Regions from separate parts of the Mus musculus genome. Here region 2 is linked to region 1. A link is a contact called in public promoter capture Hi-C data. All regions are on one chromosome and are shown on one strand. The core of a region is the stretch at or near the end of the contact, and the rest is flanking DNA. Distances in the headings are between cores, read along the strand shown. Region 1 holds the start of Slc2a5 (solute carrier family 2 (facilitated glucose transporter), member 5). Region 2 overlaps Slc2a7 (solute carrier family 2 (facilitated glucose transporter), member 7).

Evidence for each region. Promoter capture Hi-C pulls out the DNA fragments that hold promoters and counts their contacts.
Region 2: a promoter capture Hi-C map of trophoblast stem cells shows a contact between it and region 1, with 2.8 times the contacts expected there. The contact joins the enhancer-like site here to the promoter of Slc2a5 in region 1. A contact is called at or near these places in 2 of 39 promoter capture datasets (stem cell-derived epiblast-like cells and trophoblast stem cells), 1 of 15 datasets of contacts at CTCF or cohesin (embryonic stem cells), 4 of 484 Hi-C or Micro-C datasets (bone marrow-derived macrophages, embryonic stem cells and morula), 3 of 115 datasets of contacts at active chromatin or transcription factors (embryonic stem cells and microglia) and 4 of 9 other capture datasets (adipose tissue, liver, macrophages and 1 more).

Annotation. Positions count from the first base shown.
Region 1 is chr4:150,117,026-150,123,575 of GRCm38.p6, forward strand. It overlaps Slc2a5 (solute carrier family 2 (facilitated glucose transporter), member 5), which reads left to right and starts at 2,319. Exons shown (of 14, transcript NM_019741.3): 1 at 2,319-2,525; 2 at 2,630-3,023; 3 at 3,659-3,740. The coding sequence starts at 3,711.
Region 2 is chr4:150,165,367-150,171,916 of GRCm38.p6, forward strand. Slc2a7 (solute carrier family 2 (facilitated glucose transporter), member 7) reads left to right here. Exons shown (of 12, transcript NM_001368869.1): 11 at 989-1,116; 12 at 2,898-3,676. The coding sequence ends at 3,116. Among named protein-coding and RNA genes, the nearest start is that of Slc2a7, 20 kb to the left of the region's middle. Within about 2 kb of position 3,200, at least 7 of the 459 cell types and tissues checked have an H3K27ac peak or open chromatin away from gene starts, as enhancers often do. A contact at or near this core is called in trophoblast stem cells, where this site is marked.

The DNA of each region.
Region 1 (6,550 bases), core at 1,069-3,568:
CCCACCTCACCACCACCACCACCCACCCCACCCCACCCCGCCCCCAGCTTGCCAAGAGCCTTCAGTCGTCCTGAGTTGCTCAGTGTGTTCATTTGACTGAACTCTGCCCGCTACTTAATTTTTTTATCAATTGACTTGAGGAGAGGGACATCATTTAAGAAAATGCCTTCATCTGATTGGCTCGAGGGCGGGGGGGGGGGCGTTTTCTTGAATGATGATTGACTTTCGAGGGCCCGGCTCTTTATGTATCAATACTACAACCTTTGGGCAGATGGTCCTGGGAAATATTTTAGAAAGCAAGCCTGAGGGACAAGCCAGCAGGCCCTTTTCCTCCATGGTCTCCGCTTCAGTTCCTGGTTTAGCTTGAGCTTCTGCCGTGGCCTCTCTGGAGGATGTACTGTGATCAGCAGTTGTAAGCTGACACAAACCCTTTCCTTCCGAAGCTGCTTTTGGTTGTGGTCTATACCACAGCCATGGGAAGCAAACTAGGACACTCTGCTTCCTCAGCGAGAGTCTGAGCCCCAAGTGGCCAAGGCTATTTTTGCATCCTTTTTCTCTCTTCTCTATACAGCAAAGGGCCGGGTAAATAAAAACACTGACTAACAGGAAAACTCACATCCCAGAAAGAGCAGCTTCCAAACATTTAGGTTTTCCTCCCCTCCCTCACCCTCCCTTCTCTCTCTCTCTCTCTCTCTCTCTTCCTTCCTCCCTCCCCCCCTTTTATTTTTTATTTTTTTTTAGACATGGTCTTGCATAGCCCACACTGTCTATCCAAGTATGGCCTAGATCTTCTGATAGCCTGCCTCCACCTCCCTAGTGCTGGGATCGTAGGCTGTGCCACCACACTGAGCAATACTCTTCTTCTGGACTGTGTACTGACAAAGTTTCTGTGTTGTGTTACTAATCGTGGTTTTGGAATTGGGATCTGAGACCTAGACCTTCATCCCAGAATTTTTGGCAAAGTTATTTCCCTACTTAGAGGCAATTTAAGGGCTGGAGAGAGGGCTCAGCAGTTAAGAACTCTTGTTCTTCTTGCAAAGGAGCCAGGTTTGGTTCCCAGCACCCACATGGTGGCTCAGAACCATACATGTAAGTCCACTTCAAGGGGATCTATCATCCTCTTGCGACCTAAGCAGGCACCAGTTTCCACATGCAGTACACACATACATGAAGGCAAAACACTCACGTAAAATGACATAGATATTTTAAAATATTTTAGAAGCAACTTAATATAAAAGATCTGAGAGGCTGCTTGGTGGGCTCGGCCTGTCTCACATCCTTCCCCACTGTGGATCAAATGACTTCCCCAAGAGAAAGGTATGGAAGAAGGCCCTCTAGAGTCCAGCCCGGAGAACTGCACCTGGCCACTCCCTTTTCTCTTTAAGACAATCCCTTGGCTCTTATCAGAGATGGCTGCTAAACCCAGGTCAAATTCCTGGAAATATTAGTAATTCGTCACATGTATTCTTTCCACCCGCCTCATTCTGTGCTCTTTAACTCACCAAAATGTCCGTGGGTTTATTAGTGCTTATTAAAGGCCTTTTTAAAGGTCCCATTGAACCAGAGGCTCAGACCTGTAACCCTAACATTTGGGAATCCGAGACCAGGCTCTCTCAGGTTCAAGACCTACCTGGACTATACAGTGAATTCCACAACACCCTGGACTACATAATGGAACTCAGTCTCAAAACACAAACAAACAAACAAACAAACAAACAAAAGCATAAAAATGAATCCCAAAGCTTAGATACAGCGGTGGATTTCCTGCCGCATTCAGAAGCCACAGAAGCAAGGGCGAGATGGCCAGGGAAGGCTCAGCAGGCCGGATCCATCTGGGAGGTCTGAAAACCAAGAGGATCCATCCACACACTTTCAAACCAGATGCACCCAGGGTACTGTGTTCCTAAGAGTGCCCACTGCCCACCTTCCAGCCCTCCACCCTGTTGGCCGTGGCTTGGCTGGGTCCTGAAATTGCGGACAGGTTCTTCAGGGGACACAGAAGACATGTCTATAGAATGACCTTCTCTTCTCTCTTGGAGAAGAGAGCCCTGGGGATGGATGTCCTTGGGGCAGACTGCAGTTGCCAGCCCAGAGGACCAGACAGAATCGCCAGCTCCCTCCAGGGGACACAGGGACGCATGCAGCTCCGCCCCCTCCCCCGCCCCCGCCCCCTACCCGCTCCTGCCCCTCCGCACCCCTCCCCGGCTCACCTCAACCGCAAGTGCTCTTGGGACTGAGGATGAGCGTTGGTCGCGCTGAACTGCGACTGCGCAGAAACCAGACTCCCACTCCGAATACTTCTCTCAGGGTCTGACCACAGACCTGCACCCACCCACCCACCTACCCTGTTGAGAAAGTTGAGGCAGGGATTGAACCCTCAGCTTTCAGATCTCATTTTACAGTAAAACAGGCAGAGAGAAGATTAATAGTTGGGGGCCAAGAAGCTGGCCTCTGTTCCCTACGCTCCCAAGATTGTAAACTCGGCTCGTTATTTCTGTACCCCACCTCTCACTCCCGCCCCCGAAGTAAGTGACACCACCTACAATTTACGTGCATTTTCTTTGGAAGGTTTTGTTTTTCTTCAAACTATTTGAAATACATGAATCTCTCTGGCCCCGTCACGCCTTAGTTGAAGAGCCACCGTGTTGGAGTGGGAAGAAAACAAGGAAGTTTTCCTGGAAGGAGACGCCCCCACTGTCCATTGCTACCCGAGCGGATCTACACTTCTGGATGCAGAGTGGGCTCCTGATAAACGGCTGAAGGGTGAAGGACAAGAAGAAAGACATCTGCTGACTGAACTCGAGCAACAGCTAATAAATCAAAGGAGCATGTCTAACAAGGATGAAAATCTGCGGGCCTGGTGGGACTTTGCTCAGGTTTTGGCTGCCTGGCCTGGTCAGTCCGGTAGCAGTTGAACACGTGCTGAGCGCCGGAGCCCGTGGTGACCAGCTTGTGGGCAGATTGCTGGACTCACACCAGCCTCTGGGGACTTAGCCTGCCCTGCAAAGGAAGAGTACAAGAAGGTATTTGCTACTTTCCCAGTACTGAAAAGTGTATCTCTCCGGGCCGCTCGGGGTTCCTTAAAAAGACAAAATAAAGTTTTCTCCTCAAACAGCGTTACCTAAGGCCAGGGTAGATAGCTCAGCCCTAGAGCACAGGCAATCCGTACTCGGTCTCCAGCACCAATAATAATAGTGATAGTAACGATAATAACAGTTTCATCATGGTTGCTTGAGCAAGAACTGACTCTCCACTAGGGACACTTGGCAGTAGAAGGTGTGGTGGGAAACACTAGGCTAAGCCTTTACAGCCCCATATGTTAGCCCATTATCTAATGTGGCATAGGGCTGGTGACAGCTGTTGCTGTCCATGTGTTCCAGACAGAAATACACTTTCTAGTCATTTTTCAAGGCCGTGCCTGGTGAAGACTTGAGCAGTGGAGGCTGTTTCCCCTGGGTACCTCGCTGAGTCCACAGTTTCAGGGGACCCACTGGCTTAGCCAAACTCTACATGTTTAACTTAAAAGCAGAAGTGAAAGGCAGGGCAAACGCTGCCGGTGCCTGAAAGGGTTATTCTGACTTAGACTAGCAATAAAAATGCAATTGGCTGAGAGTTGGCACGGCCAAAGTGCAGCCTAAATATCTTCCCTCCCGAACAGCACAGCTGGCACTTTGAGGAGGTGAGCCGCAGGCTGCACTTGCAGAGCAACGATGGAGGAAAAACATCAAGAGGAGACAGGGGTGAGTATGTGGCTGGCAGCGGTCAGAGGAGGGGGGTGGGGCGGGGGCGGGGGTGGGTGTCGACTGCTCAGCTTCTTGCTCAGGTATTGCAGAACCTGCCCTGGGCGGCGGGATGCGCTTGTCTGGAAGAGGGCAGTTTGCTCAGAAGCCCAGCAAAGAGTAGGGTTTTATAGGAGTCAGTGCAGTGTTTGTAGACAGATGCCCGTTAGGAATCCTGCCACCGGAACAGCTCTCGGAAAGTGCCTGAAACGGGGCTGGTGAGTATGGTTCTGCTCGTAGAGTACTTACCATGGGTCCAGAAAGTCCAAGGTGAAGCAGGTATGGCTCACGCTTGTGCCTTAGCCCTTGGGAGGTAGAGGTGGGAGATGAGGAGTTTGAGGTTAATCTCAGCCACAAAGGGAGTTCAAAGCCAGCCTAGGATAAAGACCCTGTTTGTCAAAAAAAAAAAAAAATTTTTTTTTCCTTTCTCTTCCAAACTCACAGTGTAAGTAGGGATTAGGTGTAGATTTCCTTGGTTGAGAAAAATTTCCAGCGCCAAGAAGGTAACATGAGCTGGGCAGTGGTAGCGCACGCCTTTAGTCCCAGCACTTGGGAGGCAGAGGCAGGTGGATTTCTGAGTTCAGGGCCAGCCTGGTCTACAGAGCGAGTTCCAGGAAAGCCAGGGCTATACAGAGAAACCCTGTCTCGAAAAAAAAAAAAAAACCAAACAAACAAAAAAATGTTACATGAATTGATGAACACATTCAAGGAATTTGCATTTTAATCCTTCCCACGGCGTTTGTTTGTATGTGGCTAGGGAGGAGCAGGCATCTGTGCAAAATATTATTTACCAAGGTCCGTAACACATGGACTGGAAGCTTGGCCTATGGCATAGAGGGTGGGCGTGGTCTTAGGAGGGAGAAGCACCTGTGATTGGTTCCAGCTCATCGCCCGTTTAGCTGCAGCTAAAACCTTGGCAAGATGCTTTATTTCGATAATTTAGTTATAGAGACAGTTTGTGCATCTGAGGCTGGCCCCAAACTCCTGATCCTCCTGCCTCTAACTCCCAAGTGCTAGGGCTGTAGGTGTGTGCTGTCCCACCTAGGTGACTTCTCACCTGTAAAATGGACTGATAACCACGCCCTCCCCCTGGTTGCTGGAACACTTAGACAATGCACAGGCAGTGAGTGTCTGGCCAGGACTGAATCCTCTTGCCAATACTATTGCTTGGTTTGCCTTGTGGAGCAGATGACCTCACTATTGATGCTGAGCATGGGTATCCCTGGAGCTGTCTAGGATGACAAGGGATGTCCCCAGCCAGTGCCCACTTTACTTGTGGTATGATAAACCAGTGTCCCCTAGAGGGCAGACTCCATCCCGCCCCAAAACCCAGAATTAGAGTCAACCTGGGAACTGTTTTGTTCTGGTTTTGTTATTTGTTGATTTTCTGGTGCTGGGGACTGAAGCCAGGGCTTCATGCAGGCCAGGCAAGTCCCCCACCATTGAACCATCCCCACCCACCCCGCCCCAGCCATTTCCTCCCTTTCAGTTTAAGTGGGGGGGCTCTCTAAATTGTCTCAACTGGCCTTGAACTTGCGATCCTTCTCCCTCAGCCGCCCAGGTGGCTGTGAGATTCCAGGCCTGTGCTGCTACCACCCGACCTGTCTGAGATTGTCACCCTGCCCGAGCAAGTGTCCAACCTGGCCGAGTGTTATCACCTGTATTTGATAGGAAGGCATCTGGGGCTGAGGACTTGAATGCTCGGGGTCACAAGAGTTCCTGAGGCTGCTGCTCAACAAGAGATAAAAAGAACAGAGAGGTCCCCACAGGGTGCACTCTGCAGATGAGCAGCCTGGAAGGAAACAACCCAGACAGCCACCAGCTTCGGGGCCTGGGCTGACCTCTGGCTGCCTGCCCCTCAGCTGTCCTTCCATGCATGAACCCTGGGGGTTAGGAGAAGCCAGGGTGGCTGAGGCTGCCTGGTATTCTGAGAAGATGCCAGACAGCAGTTGTGCCCAGCTGTCCCTCAGTAGCTGTGCAGCTCAGGTCTCAGAACTACTTAAGAACCGTTGAGTGAAATGTCCCCTTTTTCCTATGCAAGTGTTTGGACAATGAACACATGATGTGGGAAGTATCTCTGCCACCGCTGCTTTAGTGTCCTGGAAGGAATCACCTCCCCTCTGTCCTGTCTAGGTCCTCACGGTTGTTTTGTGTTGACTGACTAATTAGCCCACTTATGTGTGACACTTACTATATAGACTGGGCAGGACTGGGAGGCCTCCTTCCCTGCACCCCTGAGCCACACCCGACCCAGGGTCAAGCCTTTACTGAAACTTCAAGATGTTTCCGCAGTAATTTGGGGAGAGTGGGGTACTGAGGATGGAACCCATGCTCCCCAAGGGTTTGGTCACTGAGCTATGTCCTATCCCCAAATTCTCCTTCTCTCTCTCCTTTAAAGAATGGAGGCGGGGAGGGGGAAGAGAAAGAAAGAAAGCCTAGGTGAGACTTTCACTCACGCACCATATGATCCAACCCTGTAAAGAAACAGTTCACCGCTCCCAGAAGATGAAGAGAGCCTGTGGCTTTGTGGCCTCAATGGCTTTGGAAGTCAGGCTAGGTGGCAGAAGTCAGGCACAGAGGACACAAGCTGCATTATCAGATGGGGATGCAGACTAGAAGATCGGTTGCCAGGGGCCTAGGGAAGAGGGCTCTGCTCATCAGGGCCTGGTGATGCAGTTAATGGTGGGTGCATCAGCGCTCAGCACTGAGAACATACTGATTGTCGCTGCGCCTGCCGTGGGTGCTTGGAGCTCTCCGAGTATATTTACCTG
Region 2 (6,550 bases), core at 1,950-4,449, 49 kb after region 1:
TAATCTTACTTTATAAAATCTTCCTTACTAGGCTGCCTTTAAGCTCACAATCCTCCTGCCTCAGCCCCCAAGGGCTAGGATTGTAATTGTGTGTTACCCGGCCCAGCTCTGGACCCACTGGATCTTTTAAAATGCATTATCAGTTTTATTCATGCATACAAAATGAGTTCCAGGCTAGCTAGAGCTACACACTCCTCGGCTACTAGGTGAATTGAAAACCAGCCCGAGATAAAGAAGCGCTTATCTAAAACATTAATTTGTTTTTGTTTTTTTTTTTTTTTTACATTTTATTCATTTATTTATATGCCTGTCTGCTTGCATATGCTACGGTGCATATGTGGAAGTTGGAGACAACTTGTGGGAAATGATTCTCTTCTTCCACTGTGTGGGTCGACTCAGGTCCTCAGGCGTGGCAGCAAACACCTTTACCCACTGAGCCATCTTACTGACCCCTAAAACAACAACAAAAACATTTTCATGGAGGTAGCAGTCAGGGAGAAACATAGTTATAGACATTTGAGACAAAACCATCTCTGGAAGCAACAAAGAGACAGCAGAGAAAGATTTGGAATAGGGAAAGAGGTGGAGAGCTGGCATTACCATCCCTGTGCACACTGGCGGGGGCGGGGGGGGGGTCAGCAATGTCCAAGCCAGGGCACAGAGCAGGGCACAGCGACTCTAGACAGCAAGAATTTCAAAACTGGGCTGATCTAGAGAGGATTTCCCTGTGTGGATCCCAAGAAGCGCCTGCTGGGTTTCTACAAACCTTCCATAGCATCCAGCTGTGAGAAACAGTGCTGGCAGCCACCCCTGGCTTTCCAAACCTCTGCCAGAGTTTGGGGGTAAAGATGGGGTTTTTTTTAGTCCCCAATTCCAGCAGAGGTGACCCATACAGAGAGGTGAGGTGCTCTAAGGGTGTGAGGTTCGCAGTGAGGTCATGGCAGGTCCTAGTAGCCTTCAGGACCCTCTGAGCCTTCCTTCCCCCCAGGTCCTGTCCCCTCGGTGGTGAGGACAGAGATTGTCCTGCAGTCCTCTCGGACAGCCGCCTTCACTGTGGACGGGGCTGTGCACTGGCTCACCAACTTCATCGTGGGGTTGACGTTTCCATCCATCCAGGTGAGTGGCCCTTCACGCCATCCTTGGCTGTTTGTGGGAGTCCGCTCCGCCACAGGGCACGGCTGCTCACGGCTGCTCACGGCCGCTTGGGAAAGTGGAAAGCAGGGAGTTTGACTGAGCTTATACCATGCTGAGGCCAGGGGCAGGTGCCTGGTTGTAGGGTAGCACTGAGGTACCACTAGGGTGGGCAGGGGCTGGGGGTGGGAGAAGCGCAGTCTAAGATGTGAGAAAGCCAGAGCTGGCTAGAGGGTCCCTGGGCCTACGAGGAGGCCCGGGGCCATGGGGTTCTCAGACTCTTGGACATCCAGGCAACACTAGGAGTCAAAGATGAAGGGAGAATGAAGTGGGTTGGGGGGTGGGGGGGATGGCGCAGGTTGGGGACGGGGAATGGGGGGGCGGGGGGGGGGTGTTCCGGCTTGTCCTGGCTGGGATGATTCTCCTTAGCTTGGCAGCAGGCTTGGTGGTGGTTGTGGCCGGGAGTACAGAGAGGCCTTCTATGGGAGATTAGGCTGCCAATCTGTAGGTGAAGGCCTTCCTCATGGCTCCCCATAGCAGATCTTGATAAAAAGAGACAGTCCATGGTTCTAAACAGTTTACTGTCATGGCGGAAAATGGATGCGTAAAACCATACCCCACTTCTCAGGGTGGGCCTGAGAGTAAATAGCTTGTACAGAGAGGAATGTCTGGGAATAGGCGAATATTGGCTAAGCCCTCCAGGACTCTAGGTACCTCGTTAGCATGGAGAACCCTGTTTTGAGTCTATGTGTCCAGATAAATTTGTTTTATGTGAGGAGCATGGCACGTGTTCCAAGTCAGGAGTCTGGCAGGGAGCTGAGAGTCACTTAAGCCTCAGATGTGTGCCCACCGAGTCTCCAGGTCTCGACCTGCTCTGCCTTACCAAACTTCCTGGCATGGTTTTATGTCCCATTCGTGGTCCCTGTCCTTACCTCAAGGCAGGGAGTAGTTATTCCTTCATGAAGAGCACCTCCCAGAGGCTAGGGATGGAGTTCAGTTGGTAAGAGTGTTCGCCCACCACCCACAAAGGTTTGAGTTCAATCCTCAGCTCAGCGTAAACTGCGTATGGTGGCACAGGTCTGTAAAGCCAGTGCTTAGAGGGTGGAGACAGAAAAATCAGAAGTTCAGGGCCATCCTTAGCTGCTTAGAGAGTTTGTGGCCAACCTGGGCTACATGAACACTTGCCTCTAAACACAGCACTCTCCCCCAAAATCTCCCAGTTCAAAGGGGCCCAAACTGACTCACTCTGGCCTGGTTCCTTGATGCACTGATTTCCCAGTGCCTGGGATCGAACCAAGAGCCTAACATGCGTAACAGGCAATACTCTACCCCAGCCTGGAACTCTGAATCCTCCTGCCTCAGCACCCATAGTGCTGGGGTTAGAAGCACGAGCCGTGGAACCCAAGTGATAATCCTTGCGTGTGCCGTGTCCCACTTATACAGGGATTGCACTTAGAGGTGGAAATGGCTCGTTGCAGAGGGGCTCAGGGCTGGGAAGATCTGAGTGACAGCACAAAAGAGCAGACCCTGACGCCTCCCTCTCCTGAGCCTGCCAGACTCCAGATTTCAGTTCAGGAAGGACCTGTGAGCCAAACACTGAAGATTCCTTCGGAGGTTAGGGAGGGGCCCAGTTGTCCCGACTTTTTTTTTTTTTTTTTTTACCTTTAGGGCTAGAATACTTTTGGCCATGAAGAAAGTCCCTGTGACTCACAAAGGCACCAAGTGTATTGTCTGAAAGGGTCACCCTCCTCTTGTCCCCTCCCTAGGTGGCCATCGGAGCCTACAGCTTTCTCGTCTTCGCTGGCGTCTGTATCCTCACTGCTGCTTATATCTACGTGGTAATCCCTGAAACCAAGGGCAGGACATTTGTAGAGATAAACTGTGCTTTTGCCAAGAGAAATGGAGTGGAGTTTCCAGAAGAGAAAGAAGTAGCCACGGCCAAGCCTCACACACCGTCTCTGCCTACCAAGGAAACAGCCTTTTGACAGCTCCGAGGACCCATACATAGTTCCTTCTCTGAGAAGGGATCTCGGGGGCCAGACCTTCAGGGAGGGTAACAGCTCTGAGACATTGGTGCTCCCATAGCAACCGGAAGACTTTGGAAAACACAGCCCCCGGTTTACTTGGCAGGGTGTTGGCTTCAAGGCTAAACATGAGAGGGAAGGCGTAGGCGGAAGAGGGCTTAAACGAGTGCTGATTGATAGGAGCGGATTCTCTGATTCTATATTAATTCCAAAACTTACATGAGGTATGGGTGCATTTTTTTAAGCTAAAGCTTTATAAGTTCAGGGTATTCACTTCATGTTACTATAAGAAAATAATTGGGGCAATTAACTGATTTTTTTTAAGATAGGCTGTGCAGTAGTGGCGCACGCCTTTGATCCCAGCACTCAAGAGGCAGAGGCAGGTGGATCTCTTGAGTTCGAAGCCAGCCTGTTCTACAGAGTGAGTTCCAGGACAGCCAGGGCTACACAGAGAAACTCTGTCTCGAAAACAAACAAACGAACAAACAAACATAAAAATAAAAGATTATTTGGGCTCCGGTTCCTCGGCTCCAGCCCAAGATTGGGTGGGCCCCATGACTTAAGGCCTTTGGCAACTGTGACACGTGACAGTGGAAATGAGCGGCAGAGTGGACTTCTTACATCAGGATCCAGAAGCGGCGAGACACAAAGTCCTCTTTCAGAATATGCCACAAATAATCTATAGACCTCCTACTAGACCCCACCTGTGGGGAGGGGCCTGCCACCTCCTAGCAGTCAGAGGCACAGGTTGAGGACCAAGCTTTCAACAAATGAAACTTTGGGGACACAGATCCAAGCCATAATATTCAGTGGTCGCTATAAGGGATGAGGGAGGTTCAATCGGCTAAGTGCCTGCCATTCGAGCCCAGGGAACCGCCCTGATGCGGATCACTTACAGAAATGGCCAGGTATGGCATATGCTTGTAGTCTCAGCACAGAGGAAGCAGAGACCGGAGGATTCCAGAACCTCACTGGCTAGTCAACCTCGCCTGATTGATGGGCCCAAGGTCTCAGTGGATGGTGTCTGAGGAAAAACAACATCTAACTAAGGTCATCTCTGGGTTCCACGTGTGTGCACACACAAATGCACACACACTTGCCCTCACGTGAACCACACACACATTTAAAAAATGCACAATTGATGTGGAAAACGGAATTCCAGTCAGTGTTTCCGTTAGCAAATGAAGGGATCTAAAGTCAAGATTATAGATTCACCACTGTCGGTATGAGGTGGGTCCCTCTCTCCCGTCTGTGACAGGCGATCATGTGACTATCCAAGCCAGTGTTTCCAACTGTGTTCTATAGATCACAGTAGCAGCTTGACAATGGAGCAAGACCTATAGCTAGTGTGTGTGTGTGTGTGTGAATGGGTGTATTCGTGTGTGTGTGTGTGTGTGTGCAGCTGCAGGAGTGCCCTGGGTCTGCAGAGGCAGGAGGATGGCACCAGATCTCGCTGGAAGCGAAGTTATAGGTGATGGTAGACTGGCAACTGCCCAACATGAGTGCTGGAAGCAAGCACCATTTTCTGCTCTTTGCTACTGAGCTGTCTCTCCAGCATCCCTCCCTCAATGTTAACAACAAACACACACACACTAACACACATATACACACATATACACACATAAACACACACAGAAATACACACAGAAATACAAATACACACACACATACACACACACACACACACACATATACACACACATACACATATACACACACATACACACACACACACAAAGGCAATTTTATAAAAACCATCAGTCTGAGGAGACACTCCCCTTAGTGAGTGGGCTGATGTCTCCCTTAAGAACAAGGCACGCCCACACATACATAATCAATTGGATTTTTCGAACTATAAATGACAAAAGACTAGACTTTCCAACAATGTCCCGGGACATTTATATCAAACTACAAAGAAAGAGAGAGAGGGAGGGAGAGAGAGAGAGAAAAACAACTTTAAAAGTTTTGTTGAGCCGGGCGTGGTGGCGCACACCTTTAATCCCAGCACTCGGGAGGCAGAGGCAGGCAGATTTCTGAGTTCGAGGCCAGCCTGGTCTACAGAGTGAGTTCCAGGACAGCCAGGGCTACACAGAGAAACCGTGTCTCAAAAAAAAAAAAGTTTCGATTTATTACTGGTGGGGTGGGAGTGTGTGCTGAAGTCAAAGAATACTTTGTGGGGCAGTTCTCTCCCTCCATCTTCATGCAGCTTTTAGGAATTGAACTCATTTTCTCTGGCTTTCACAGCAAGCCCCTCTTTCTGCTGAGCCATTTCACTGATCCAGAAGATTTTTTTTTTTGAAGACAAGATCTCTCTATGTATCCCTGGCTGTCCTAGAACTCACTGTGTAGACCAGGCTGGCCTCCAACTCACAGAGGGCTGGGATTAAAGGCGTGTGCCCCTGTGCATGGCTGAAGATGAAAGCATTTTTATCAATCTCTGTATTAATAGTCATATCAACTCAAGCTGTATCACAGGAATAAATTAAAACTTTTTGTTGCTGTTTAGAGACAGAGCAGCCTGGGCTTCAGAGGTGTTCCAGGCCAGCCAGAGCTACACAGAAAGAGCCTGTTTAAGATATGCTAATCTATATTATTACATTAATATTAAATATATAATATTTAATAATATATTACATGACATGTGTGTATATAAATACACATACATACATACACACATGCATGTTGGGCATGGTAGCACACACCTTTAATCTCAGCACTCTCGAGGCAAAGACAGGAGAATCTCTGTAAAATCCAGGGCACTTGGGGCTACTTAGTGAAGCCCCATCTCAAAACAAAACAAAATTAGGAGGGGAGGGCTGGAGGGCTGGTGGAGGGGTAACTGGGAAAGGGGATATCATTTGAAATGTAGATGAATAAAATGATTAATAAAAAATTAAAATGAATATACATACAATATTATTTCAATTATATGAAGTTCCAAAACATGTAAGATAATCTGTGCTGACAACAACAACAACAAAAAAGGGTCTGTAGTTCCCAGGAGACCTTGTGGGTGACAGAAACCCTCATTGTTGAGGCCACTAAGATAGCTCAGTTGCTAATGGCACTTGCCACACAAGCCTGACAATCTGAGTTTGGTCCCCAAAGCCCACATTAAGGTGGGAGGAGATAAATAACTCCACAGTTGTCCCTCCCACCACCTCCGAGGTCAAGGTGTTGATGGGACTTAGCTCAATGTCTTGTGAGCACTTCTAGCAGGTGTTCCCTGAGTGTCCCTCTAGGGGTCTCCTCCGGCCAGGGTAGGGGTGGGGGCAGGGAGGGTTCCATGTTCTAACAACCGCATCCTCTCATGTGACCTCAGCAGTAAGCTGTCCTGAGGTTGGGGCTATGCTGGGTCACCTTTGAGACGCTTGAGCCTCCTTTGGAGGTGAAGC